Linked DNA regions of Mus musculus: region 2 is linked to region 1. Evidence: chromatin contacts called from public promoter capture Hi-C data. All regions are on one chromosome and are shown on one strand. Each heading gives the region's core, a stretch centred on a gene start, on an enhancer-like site or on the middle of the called end of the contact. The rest is flanking DNA. Distances are from core to core; before and after follow the strand shown.

What was found. Promoter capture Hi-C pulls out the DNA fragments that hold promoters and counts their contacts.
Region 2: a contact with region 1 is called in a promoter capture Hi-C map of second pharyngeal arch cranial neural crest, with 3 times the contacts expected there. The contact joins the promoter of Pitx2 here to the enhancer-like site in region 1. A contact is called at or near these places in 8 of 39 promoter capture datasets (cranial neural crest, embryonic stem cells, frontonasal cranial neural crest and 3 more), 2 of 484 Hi-C or Micro-C datasets (cranial neural crest and embryonic stem cells), 4 of 115 datasets of contacts at active chromatin or transcription factors (craniofacial prominence, embryonic stem cells and stem cell-derived neural progenitor cells) and 1 of 9 other capture datasets (embryonic stem cells).

What each region holds. Positions count from the first base shown.
Region 1 is chr3:128,942,044-128,948,248 of GRCm38.p6, forward strand. No RefSeq gene overlaps it. Among named protein-coding and RNA genes, the nearest start is that of Gm35726, 160 kb to the right of the region's middle. Within about 2 kb of position 2,863, at least 2 of the 459 cell types and tissues checked have an H3K27ac peak or open chromatin away from gene starts, as enhancers often do. A contact at or near this core is called in second pharyngeal arch cranial neural crest, where this site is marked.
Region 2 is chr3:129,197,498-129,203,702 of GRCm38.p6, forward strand. Pitx2 (paired-like homeodomain transcription factor 2) reads left to right here and starts at 2,381. Exons shown (of 5, transcript NM_011098.4): 1 at 2,381-2,665. Gm40149 (a long non-coding RNA gene) reads right to left here and starts at 1,412. Exons shown (of 4, transcript XR_867634.2): 1 at 1-1,412.

The sequences.
Region 1 (6,205 bases), core at 1,613-4,112:
CCAACCATGTTGTTACATGTGTCCCTTAGTGTTTCTCCCATAATTAAATGCAATCAGTCAGAGGCACAAACCACTTACTGAGCTCTTTTTATGTCAAGACTCCCAGCTAAACATTTTTTTATATTAAACAATAAATTATACAATTCTCACAAAACTACTTAGATTGTACTTTGCAAATGTGTCTGACTCCAAAAACCATAGATCTGTAAAAGGAATAAGATAAAAACATCAAATATTAGCTGGGCGTGGTGGTACATGCCTTTCATCCCAGCACTTGGGTGTCAGAGGCAGGTGGATTTCTCAGTTCGAGGACAGCCTGGTCTACAGAGTGAGTTCCAGGACAGCCAGGGATACACAGAGAAACCCTCTCTCGAAAAAAAAGGAAAAAGAAAAAGAAAAAATATTGATTTCTTCTTCTTCTTCTTTTTCTTCTTCTTCTTCTTCTTCTTCTTCTTCTTCTTCTTCTTCTTCTTCTTCTTCTTCTTCTTCTTCTTCTTCTTCTTCTTCTTCTCCTCCTCCTCCTCCTCCTCCTCCTCCTCCTCCTCCTCCTCCTCCTCCTCCTCCTCCTCCTTCTTTTTCTTCTCCTTCTTCTTCTTTACGTATCACAAGAGTCTACACTCCTTAGAGGCAAAAATATTGGAAGTCATCAACAAAAATCCAACCAGTTGCTAAAAACTAAATGCAGATTCATTGTAACACAGTTGAAGAGTGTGTGAACCATCTTTGCCACCCACAACCTTCAGGTCATCTTTTTACCTCTACTGTTAGCTAGATTACTATGAGCAAAACCATAATGGGCCCAAATTTTGAAATAAAGATTATTACTGTGGCTTTGGTCCAGATGAATATGAAACAGGAAGAAGAGAACAGGTGAGTATTAAGGAGATAGGACATATTAAGTATTCTAAGCCAGGTCTCTGTAGTTATGACTAAGCCAAGTGGGCAGAATAAGGAATGATATGAGTAGAGTTCTGTGGTTTGTTTGTTGGTTGGTTGGTTTCTCCCTTTTATGAGTTTCATTGAAGAGAAAGGTTTAAGCAGTTGTGCATATGTGCTTTTCAAGTTTATGGAGAATTACTTTAAGTTCATAACTAGTGTCAAGTGCAATGTTGCAATGTACTGACGGACCAGTGTAGACCCAAAGACACTCTACCTAAACCTCCAAATGTTATTCAATCACCATGTGCCTGTTTGGAACTGAATCCAGTGCTTAGTGCCAGGGGAAGTCTAAAGACTAGGCTGCCCTACCAGGCTGCTAAGACAATGTAGGTATTCAGTCTCTGTCATCAACTGAAGGGCATGCAAGGTCCACTATAACAATCCAAGAAGTGATATATCTTTGGCCCCTGAAATACAGAATTTTCTTCAACCTTATTTCCTTTAACATTGTGTTTAAAGCATGGACTCTGGAGCTAGCTCCTCCCTTTGAATCCAGTATTATTTCTAGACTCTGAGTGTTCGGGCCAAACACTTGCCTCTCAGTGGCTCCTGAGGTAAATAAGTTTGCTGTGAAGGTTTAGTGAGTAAATCCATGTAAAGTATCTGAAAATCTCACATTATCTCTTACAAGCACAACTATTACTGGTTTTTCCTAGTCCACGTTAACTGCTACCACCAGTAGACACCCACTGAATTCACCCTTGTATGTCAGTTATATCCATGTGTTTAAAGAATGTTTATATTCTTTTTTCTGTCTTTGAACCAGGACTGGCATTGTTTCACTTATGGTTAACATTTTTCATTGTGGTCATGCAGAAATACTTCAGCCTATGGTCAAAGACCAGAAAATCAATCAAACTCCTTTCCTCTTCATTTCTTATGAAGACAGCAATAAGGTATATTTTCCTTCCACTTTCTCAATGGAGACCTCTGATGTAAGTCTTAAGATACTATTTATTTCTCTTCTTGGAGATCTCTGATGTAAGTCCCAAGATACTATTTCTTTCTCATCAAACTTATAGTATGGTGCCCATTAACTCTGCCGACACTTTGGCCAATAAACTCTAAAAGATCATAGCCTAGGATGGACTCAATTTTGAGAAACAGGTCCAGAGCTTGACAAATACAATGCTACCAGTAAAAACCCAAAGAATATTCTCTATAAACATTAAGGCAAGATGTGAGCAGAAGGATCTTAGATAAATCATTTCAAATATAGAGTCAATTGCTTTACTTTCAATCCCCTTGAAAGGAAAAACGTTTATGCTTTTTAGCTGTCAGAAGAAAACTCTGGGGTAATTCATAAGGCATTATATTAACACATATAAAACAAAATGAAAAACAGCTTCACAGGCTGACCTTACACTTGAACAAAACCTACAGCAAGTGTATTGGAGGCCAGATTAATACCCGGTTTACCAAGCAAATAAATTCCACAGTGAGTCATCCGCCAACTCTTTCTTTCATACATGAAAAAGTTGTAGCTCTAATTTTAAGTAGAGTATAACTTTTTAAAAATAAAATAGAGGCAACTATTCAATGCAGTCTCAAAATATTGGGCAATTCTTAAAGATTTTAAAAATAAATACACTAACAAAGATTCATCAACTATGAAGAGAGTTGAAATTGCCATTAACAGTCAAAGATATGAAATATCCTAATACCATTTACATTACTTGCACATATTTTAGGTACAGTATATTGAACACTGTCGTACACAAAGAGGAAGTGTATTTACTGCAGAGGAGACAGTCGGCTGGGACTCTTCAGAAGCAGATATTTCAAAGTTTACGTTCACATGGCTTTTCACTTTTTGACCTGCTCTTGACCTGGGTAATTCTTGCAGACCTGCGAGTTTAACAAGGCCTGGGATCTATTAAAAGAGTAGTAGCCTGCCTTTTACTGAGTAGCACGCTGATGGTTTAAAGTAAATGTTATGGTTTGTCAAAGGAACCAATTTGGTTACCGTTTGTTCTTCCTGCCCCTGCCTGCTGATATTTTTGCAAGTGTTTTCCATTCTTTAAATTCTATAAAGAAATCTGCATGCTGTTATTTTAAACTTCAGCATCGCTTTCCCCCCCAGCAATTCTTATTTTTAAAATAGGATGTGCGGTCAAGATGTCCTTTTGAAGTTCTTGGTAGAACTTGAACTCACACATTACATGAAGCCTGTTGTCTTTTGAGTACCAAATAACCATTAAGCCACTCTCCAACTTGACTCGATTTTAAAATCCTGTTAATATAATCTTTGGTTTGTTTGAGGAAGGAAATAAAAACAACCTAAGATACGGATCAATTCCTGAGTAAAGGGGGAAAATGTTTCCATTTATATCTCTCATGATATTAATGACCAGTGTACGTTTCTCCATAGATAGCACTTACAGGCCAATTAAACGTAAAGCTGAAATTATTTTTACTAATTTTTACTAATATAAAGTAACCCAGGACCAATCTGAGGGGTGAAATTAATGAGATAACCAGTGTGTGGCACAACAGAAATTTAAAAAAAAAAAAGAAAGAGAGAGAGAGGAGAGAAAAGAAAAGAAAAGAAAAGAAAAGAAAAGAAAAGAAAAGAAAAGAAAAGAAAAGAAAAGAAAAGAAAAGAAAAAGCAAGCTTGTTTCTCAAGTTTGCCAGGGAACATAAGCTGCTTCTGACTTGAGTGTGCAGGGAGATTAAGCTGAGCACTGAATCGAGTCTCCTTCCCCTGTATATCTTAGGGACAAAGATTCTAGGCATTGTGCAAATCCTCTGACTTATAACTATTGGGATGCTTTATTTTTCATTCTCTTCAAAACAGCAACAACAACAACAAATGTCAATGTGTGTGTCAGTGAATTTATGCATTTTCAACAGAATTCCCAAGACAGTGCTTCTGAATGCCACAGACTTTTACCCTCAGAATGTGACATCATCCCTGCTTGTAATAAGACCCAAAAATGGAGATGAGAAACACACGGCCTAGAGATCACATGTTGCTAATATGTGTTAAACTTCCAACAGAGACGTTAGAACAAATAGTTAATAATCACCACTTTTTAAAATCAAAGTGAAGTAAGTATTTAATTTAAAGAGTGTCCTGGGTCTTGCACGTCTCCTGAATAACAGTGTGTATATGGTGGTGTTATTTCTCATGTCTGTCTTTTAAGGAAGATATTTTCAATTTTAGAAGAATTATTCCAAAAAGCTGAGAAGTTAAGAAACTTGGCCAAGCTGCAGAGCTGGCTAGAAGTGCTAACAGTGTTTCTTCCTACAGTGCTTGGGAAATGACGCACAGCACAGCACAGCACAGCACAGCACAGCACCAAAGACATCATTTAGAAATGTGACCCAAGGCTGAACTGAATACCTTATTCCTCACATGTAAATTGCATTTATCAGAGATTATTAAGTAAATTTCCCAATGAAGAAACAATGTCAAACTTGATTGTAAAAGATATAAATTTAAAATCTATTGAGAAAATGTTTTTAACTAGCACTAATTAATTAGTACTAATTAGTCTTAATAGAATACATAAAACAATAATGTTTCAGGAAGAAATATGACTGATCTCAATGGCTCAGCAAACATGGGATGAAGGTCTACAGTGTCCCGACCTCATTGCTACCCCCTGATAATGTAGAGTTACATGATGGGGACCCTGAAAACAGACCAGTGCCACATAGCAAACAGCTGTGGTGAGAAGAGTTCTAAAGGGACATGGAAAGAGACAAAAGGGAAAGTAGTGTGCAGGACGAACATAACCAAGGAGGCCCAGCCTCAATGCTAGTGCACGCACCATTGATAATTCCTTCCCAAGCAAGCCTGGAATATGTCAGCATGGCTAGAAACCACTGATGCTAGATCAGGCAATGGGTCCAGCCAATCAGAAAGAGACAGCTCCACATCTGGCTAATTGAGAGCCAATGAGATGCTGGGAGGCAAATATAAAGGTTTGCCCAGTTCCTGATTTTTGCTACTTGTCTGACTCCCTAAGTTTGTCTGTGTTGTTGACTCTGTGCCTTCTTAACCTGCCCCCAAGGGTGTTGGACAGGGGTGTTCAGTAACGGTAGTGGGCATGGAAAACATGGTGAGGCAAGTATGAATGTGAGATGGAAAACCCACGAAGAAACCCATTGTTTCGAGTGCCTGCTAAAAACGATGGGAAACAGAAAGCACAAGAGTGCCTGGAGAAAGCAAAAGGGTAGAAGGAAATCGAAGAGGAAGGAAAGGAGGGTAAAGAGGGAGAGAGGGGAAAAGAGAGGGAGAATGAAAACACACAAGGTAAGGGAAGTGACTGTGTCTGCTTACGGTCAGGCACATATGTCAGAGAGAGAAGAGAAGCACATAGGTGCATGAGCCTGGCAGGAGATAGAAGCAGAGTCACAGAGTTGGTGGAGAGGCTGACATGTGGAAGGAACAGGAGGAAATCATAAGACCCTGAAGTGAAATAATAATAATCTTTAAAACACCATCAGGAGAGCCTTTAAAGTTCTAAAGGCCTAACCTTACCCAAATACAATAATTAGAATCTTGGAAGCTGGGAGAAGTACATAGAGATGTTAAAATACATTGAGAAACGAGAAAACAGACAAAATTGGTTAGAAGAAACAAATCAAGTGTAACAAATATGAACATGGTAATTTACAAGAACTGAGAAAATGCTTAAAATGTTCCATATTTTTATGTAGACATGCATTTTGTAACATATATGTCATATAAACAAACTCAAAGACAAAAACCACATGATCATCTCCTTACATGTGGAGAAAGCATTTGACAAAATCCAACACCCATTCATGATAAAAGTCTTAGAAAGATCAGGAATTCAAGGCCCATACCTAAACATGATAAAAGCAATCTACAGCAACAAGTAGCCAACATCAAAGTAAATGGTGAGAAGCTGGAAGCAATCCCACTAAAATCAGAGACTAGACAAGGCTGCCCACTTTCTCCATACCTATTCAACATAATATTTGAAGTCCTAGCCAGAGCAATTCGACAACAAAAGGCGATCAAGGGAATACAATTTGGAAAGGAAGAAGTCAAAATATCACTTTTTGCAGATGATATGATAATATATATATATATATATATGTGACCCTAAAATTTTCACCAGAGAACTCCTAAACCTGATAAACAGCTGCAGTGAAGTAGCTGGATATAAAATTGACTCAAACAAGTCAATGGCCTTTCTGTACACAAAGAATAAACAGGCTGAGAAAGAAATTAGGGAAACAACACCCTTCAAAATAGTCACAAATAATATAAAATACCTTGGCGTGACT
Region 2 (6,205 bases), core at 1,131-3,630, 250 kb after region 1:
TAGAGGGTGACGACCCAGCAAAATAATAATGGATGGGCAGAGATGACAATGTTCTTGTTCAGGAAGTATTCCGGTGAGGTGAGACCAGAGTTCAGTGAGAGGACTTGTTGAGATGCTTGATTTTTTTCCCCCAAAAGGCTCAAAGGGGGTGGGGGGAAGAGGAAATAAAAATAAAAACAGCACGTGACTGTTTTCCTCCTGAATCTCTTCCTTTAAATGGCATTACTTTGGTTTCCCATTGAGTTAGGAGAAAAAGTTTGAGTTTTCATGGATCTTACAAGGTTAGAGATGGCTTAAAATGCAGATCTCTCGTCGGTTTTCCTGGAGACTGAAGAGGCTAACTCTTTCCATAAAATGAGTCGACTGTTAGCTATTTCAAAGTGAAGGGATTTGGCACTCAAAACAAATTGAGCAAGTTTGTTTGCCTGTTTTTCCTGCTAACACCAATGAATTGAAACCACGGAGTCATTCAAGAAAACACAGAACATACTCCAAACAGCCTCCAGATTCAAAGGAAACTCGGCGTGTGTGCGGTAGCCCTGGGTTAACTTTTCTTGTGTATACATCCCGTGGGCATCCTTCAGAGGAGTCAGCATTATCTTCCTCAAATTGCATGAACTGGTGTGCTGATTTAGGAAGAAAAGCTGTATGAATTTTAGAGGGGACTTTATTTTCTATTAGGGACCAAGGAGAATTAGGGACCAAGGAGAAATGCAGTTTAATGGCGGGTCTGGTTGGGTTTTGTTCCCAGGCAAGGTTTAATATTGGTGAGAAAAACGCCAAACCATGAGGTACAGCTATTTTCTGATATTTTCCTAAAACATATCTTGAAGGGATGCACTTGAGATTGAAAGAACTTTGTCCCATATGTCTGGCAGAAGCCTTCACTCCTGGTCTTCCAGGCGAATCATATTTATAGCCCTTCCACGCAAAGGCAAGACCCTGCCAAAATATCCTGTTCGTTTCCAAAGTACAGACGCATTAGGAAATCAGAAAATATGAAATTAGAAGTAGGACCCACTTGTAGACTAGGAAAGGCCCCTTTCAGCCTTACATACTCTGGACTTTCAAGAACATTCGCTCATATGGGGGGGAACTTCCTTCTCCTTCCCCACCCCCATCCCGGTGCAATTTAATACCACTCTCAGTCAGGAACCTTAACCTCGTCATTTTAAAAAATGAGATATCCGCGACCCGGGGTGAACTTGTTGAGTGTAGGTACAGCAGAGGAAATTCTAGACTCTGAGAGTCCCAGACTTGAGCAAGAGATCCCATGCCGACACACTGGCCGGTGTGTGGCCCTGTCTACCTGCGCTCTTCCACTCTGATCCACCCGTCTTGACCTCAGACACCACCGTGACCTAGCCCTTGCCTTACTGTAGTTCAGGCCTCCCTCCGGTCATCGTCTGGTAATATCTCCCTCCTCCTCCTCCTCCTCCTCCTCCTCCTCCTCCTCCTCCTCCTCCTCCTCCTCCTCCTCCTCCTCCTCCCCCTCCCTCTCTCCCTCCCTCCCTCTCTCCCTCCCTCTCTCCCTTCCTTACCCCTTTTTCTTTCTTTCTTTCTCTCTCCTTCCCTCCCTTCTTTCATCCCCCCCACACACACCTATCGGCTGTGGCTCTCCCACCTTCTGCCGCTAGCTCACCCTATTTTTCTAACTTCTCCCAGTCATCATCTTCTCTTTGCCACCCCATCCATCCACCCACCTTCAGTGCTGCCCTCTGTGGATCCCTCAATTCCCTCCCACTGCCCCTGTAGACAATCAGTACAGTAACCAGCTTTCCTCTACTCCGCGGGCCTGAAAGGAGGTCACGCGCGCGCACACTCACATCCACACTTCGAAAGCCTCACCCGGATCAAACCAAGCCACACTGCCCTTTGTTTCATTTCATGGGCCACTTTGCTAGTCCCTTCCTCGTAAGCCACCCAGACTTTGCTCCGCGCGAATAGGTTTCTGTCTCCCCAGGCTCTGGCCCTCCCACTCAGATTTAGAAGGGGTTTGACGCACAACCGTTTTTTCTCCGTCCATTCCATCCTTGTCCCTTTCCTACCATCCCCACCATCCTGCTCCCCAGCTTGAGTGCTAGCTCCTGCCACTGGTCAGCTCCTGTCGGTCGGTAGTTGCCTCCGGCCCCTGATCCTCCGCTCCTCCCTCCTGGGTTCTGTCCGGGACCGCAGTCTCCTGGGCCCCTGGGCCTCACTTCTCAGCCCTAGTGGTCCCCTGTCCCCTCGATCGCCCCTGCACGCTCCCCCACCCCCGCAGTGGCCCAAGGCTGTGCTCGCCCCTTGATCGCCCAGCGTACAGCAGGCTCGGCCGCCCGCCCGCGCGCCACTGTGCACTGGAGTTTGGTGGAATCTCTGCTGACGTCACGACACTCCGCACACGGAGTCGGAGCGGAGGGAAGAGAGAGGGATGAGAGCGAGGGAGGGGAGAGAGAGTGCGAGACCGAGAGAGAAAGCCGGAGAGCAGCAGACAGAAACTGCCGGCGCCCGCTAGCTTTAGCAGCCCCCCGCGTGGACCCTCTCGGAACTTGGCACCCTCAAGATCCCCGCAGTTCCACCCAGACCCGCTCCACGGCGCTGGCTGTGCAGCCCGAGCCTCGGCCGCCTGGCAGTCACCCTGGGAAGCGGTGGGACGGGGAGACAGCCGTTCTCTCTCCGGTAGCCGGTAAGTGGAGGCCCTCTCTCCCACAGAGCTGTGAGATAATGCGAGTCTGGAAATTTGTTCCACTCTGGAGAACCTCCGCCGTGTATGATTTGTGGCTCGCCGGGCTTGTTTCTCCAGATTCAGCGCAGTTGGCAAACAGATCTTACAGAGCCCCTGTTCCGTTCGCCCTCAATCGCAGACACTAGAACAGTCCTACCCGGCGTTGAAGTCGACTGGAAGCCAGGCATGGCTGGCAGTTAAAACGAGGCATCTTCCCTGAAATTTCGATGCCAACAGGGTAGGGAGAAATCCTCCAGCTGAGGATTAGCCCAGTCAAGATAAAGGGCCAGCTACAAAGTTTCAGCTACTGGAATAGATTAGCCCCTTCCCATCATTACCCATTGGAAAAAAAAGGAGATTCCATCTTAACCGGCGGTTAGTGACCTCTCAGGCCCAAGCGAATTACCTGAGAGCCAGGCCTAGATGCCAACCCGCACAATTACTTCGGATTATAAATCCTTTAAATTGATCATCAGTCAACTCCAATCTTGTACTGAGGGAGATGCATTTTAAACGGATGCGGAGAGGCCACTATTTTGCAACTGGTAACTAAGTAAAAACATGCGATTCCAAACCAGCGAAATACAGTCCTTTTATTCCAATTAAATCACCTTCCCTAAACAATTTAGAAATCAAACTATCCTAGGAGGCTGGGATATTTTTGTTTTTATTCTATTTTGTAGGACTACCGTATTTTTTTGAGGTAAATTAAAATGGGGAGAGAGTCTTTTACTATTATGAATTACAATAATATGCATTCATACATTCTAAACGATTTAACGAACAAGTAATTTGATTTTTAAGAGATCTCTGCATCCTTTTCAGACCATTAGTTACAATTAAAGATATTTTATTCTCATGCAGTATCATTTAGAGGAGACTCCACCTAAAACCAATAATTTCACAGAAACAAAGATTGTTACTGAAGTGAATTGAGGACTTGTTGTTGTTGTTGTTGTTGTTGTTGTTGTTGTTGTTTGGGGGGCGTTGAAAATGAGCACAGTATTCCAATAATCAAAGTTTAGTTTCAAAACAAAGTAGCTACTTCACTTATGGAATGTTTTGCTTTGCCTCAGCAAAACTACGCCTAAGTTACTGCCCTGCTTTGTCCTGTAAGCTGAGCACTGTAGCTCCAAAGCTCCAGAAGCACACATTCCACAGAGCTTTAAAGAAAGCTTGCTCATGGTGAAGCACGGGGCTGTGCTAAAGTGGTATCTTAATTTCCTTAAATGATTACCCACTGCAAATTAATTTGCTGGCTAATCACACCAATTTAGTTCATTTAAAACATATGGCCTCATGCTTTTTATTTTTCAGCTTTCCATGAATGGTTCTGCTGTGGGATAAGAAAGGAAATGAAAAGGGTGAAATGGGAAAGAATTTTTGTTTTTTTGTTTTTTGTTTTTTGTGTTTTCTTGGACTGATTAGAACTCGTAGCTTCTTCTACAATTCCATCCTTGTACTGCTTGGGCAGAAATCATTTTTGAAACAAACTGCTCTGTTTCTTAGGGCTTGCCTATCTGCCTGGCCGGAGTGGCACTGTGCATGCTAATTGCTGGATAGTGCTTCATTAACACAATATGGAATGGAAGCTGACCCAAACCAGATTGCTTGGTATATACATTCCAACCAGGATGGGAACTTTTGGCATGAGAATAACTTCTAATCAGGAAACGTCTCCTATCTAAAATGTTGAGATTAGCCATCAAAACCAGTGTTGTAATCTGGCAGTGAAATTTGTCTGTCACACGTTAGCCACCTTGATAGGACAAGTTTAAGTATCATCAGATAAGACTTGAAGGTCTCTCTTTAAAGAAAAAAATCTTCCTCAGTTAGTTAGACTGGACCCATTTATTAGGCCTGGTCGTTCTATGGAGCATAAAGTCTCAGGATTCACATTACTGCGAAATAAAATACATCTCAAAGTCACAAGGACGTGTAGCAAGGAGCTAAGGAACACGTCTTGATCTTTTCACTCCTTGGGCCGAAACCTACGGGGTCTTGAAGCGTTGCTTCTTACTGCTTTGATTGGTCTTCAGCACCAAAGCGTGGGGGGATGGGGGTGGGAGGAAATGTGTAGCAACTGACTTTACAGGTCAGGTCTTTCTCTTCTGTATATTTCAGTCCTTGAAAATAAATAAATAAATAAAACTATTTGCAGTAGCCATCTGCAATGTTGGGGCTACCGGCTAATAATGCAGCCAGTTCAGACATATAAAAAAAAAAAAGATTATCGAAATGATGATGCCATGCAAATTTCCCCCGAAATTATCATAAGTAAACATTTGGAGTCTGGACTAATAAAATCCCATCTGTGTTACTTCATATCGAGTTAGTAGAAAGCTGTGATAATGAATTTTGTAATATCTCCCGAACAGACATCTCAATCAGACACTAATCCTGTGATTTTACTGCAGAATCGCTAAATCTGGAGCCGCCAAACTGCTACTTCTGGGCCCACGGGTCCACAAGGATCGGCAGAATCCCTACCCGGGTCTCATTAGCTGGGGGAGGGGGGACCTGCTTGTGGCTCCCCAGTCTTGGATCCCCAGGCCACCACACCAGGCGGCCCCTCCTCCAGGCAGCACGACCTTGGCCAGAGTCCCCTGGAGCTTGGATTGCTCCAGAAGAGACTGAGGAGCGCGTGAAAATGCTCCTGAGGCCAAAACTCGGCCCACTGGCCTGGCAATGCCCGCTCTCACCTCCAGCCCTGGTCTCTAAGAGAAAAGGATCCTCCGATCGCAGGCATACCCTGTTAGCAAGAGTCAGGAGCCAAGATTCAGGGGGCCTGAGAATCCCTTCTTCCCTTTCTTGTCTTGAAAGCAACCATTCCATCTAGCCCTCCGCCACCCACCTCTCCCGGTTTGCCTGTGGCAAAGAAAAGGGGCCGCGTCAAAAGCTTGGCTGTCTGAGTTGCGGTTGGAAATTTGAAAAGGATCTAGCTTGCCTGGGACGGCAAAGGCCGAAACTGGAGGAGCAGCCTCCTCGGTGCTGTTTGGGCTTGGCGGCCCCTCCAGAAACGCTTGCCCGGGTCTCCTGTCTCGCTCCAGCCCGTCGTGTAACTCGGCTCTACGATCTTAAATCATACTTTAGGGTAAATAAATGGCTGGATGAGTATCTCCAGGGAAAAGTATGGCTAAATATGGAAACGCGGCTCCTGGTGGATGAGCGGCCCTAACTCAGCTCGCTCCTGGAGCACCCTTGGCCGAGAGTTCCCTCCCTTTCAGAATAACAGAAAAGCGGAGGGAAAGTTGCTTTGTGCGACCCGGCATGCTGTTTCTGGCCTTCTGCAAATGTTTGCTGAGCTCAAATTGACTGACACCGTATTGAATGGCGATCTTTCCAAAGAGAAGTCCATTCTCTCCACCCCCAAATCGTGTATCAGCTTAAGGTGGCTCCTCGGCCTAGGCGCCCTTGAACGTAGTCCCCGCAGCTTCTCCAGAAGCTTGTGGGTTCACTGGCCTCCTAACCTCTGGGCCCTTTCCCCTTCAACTGGGGACT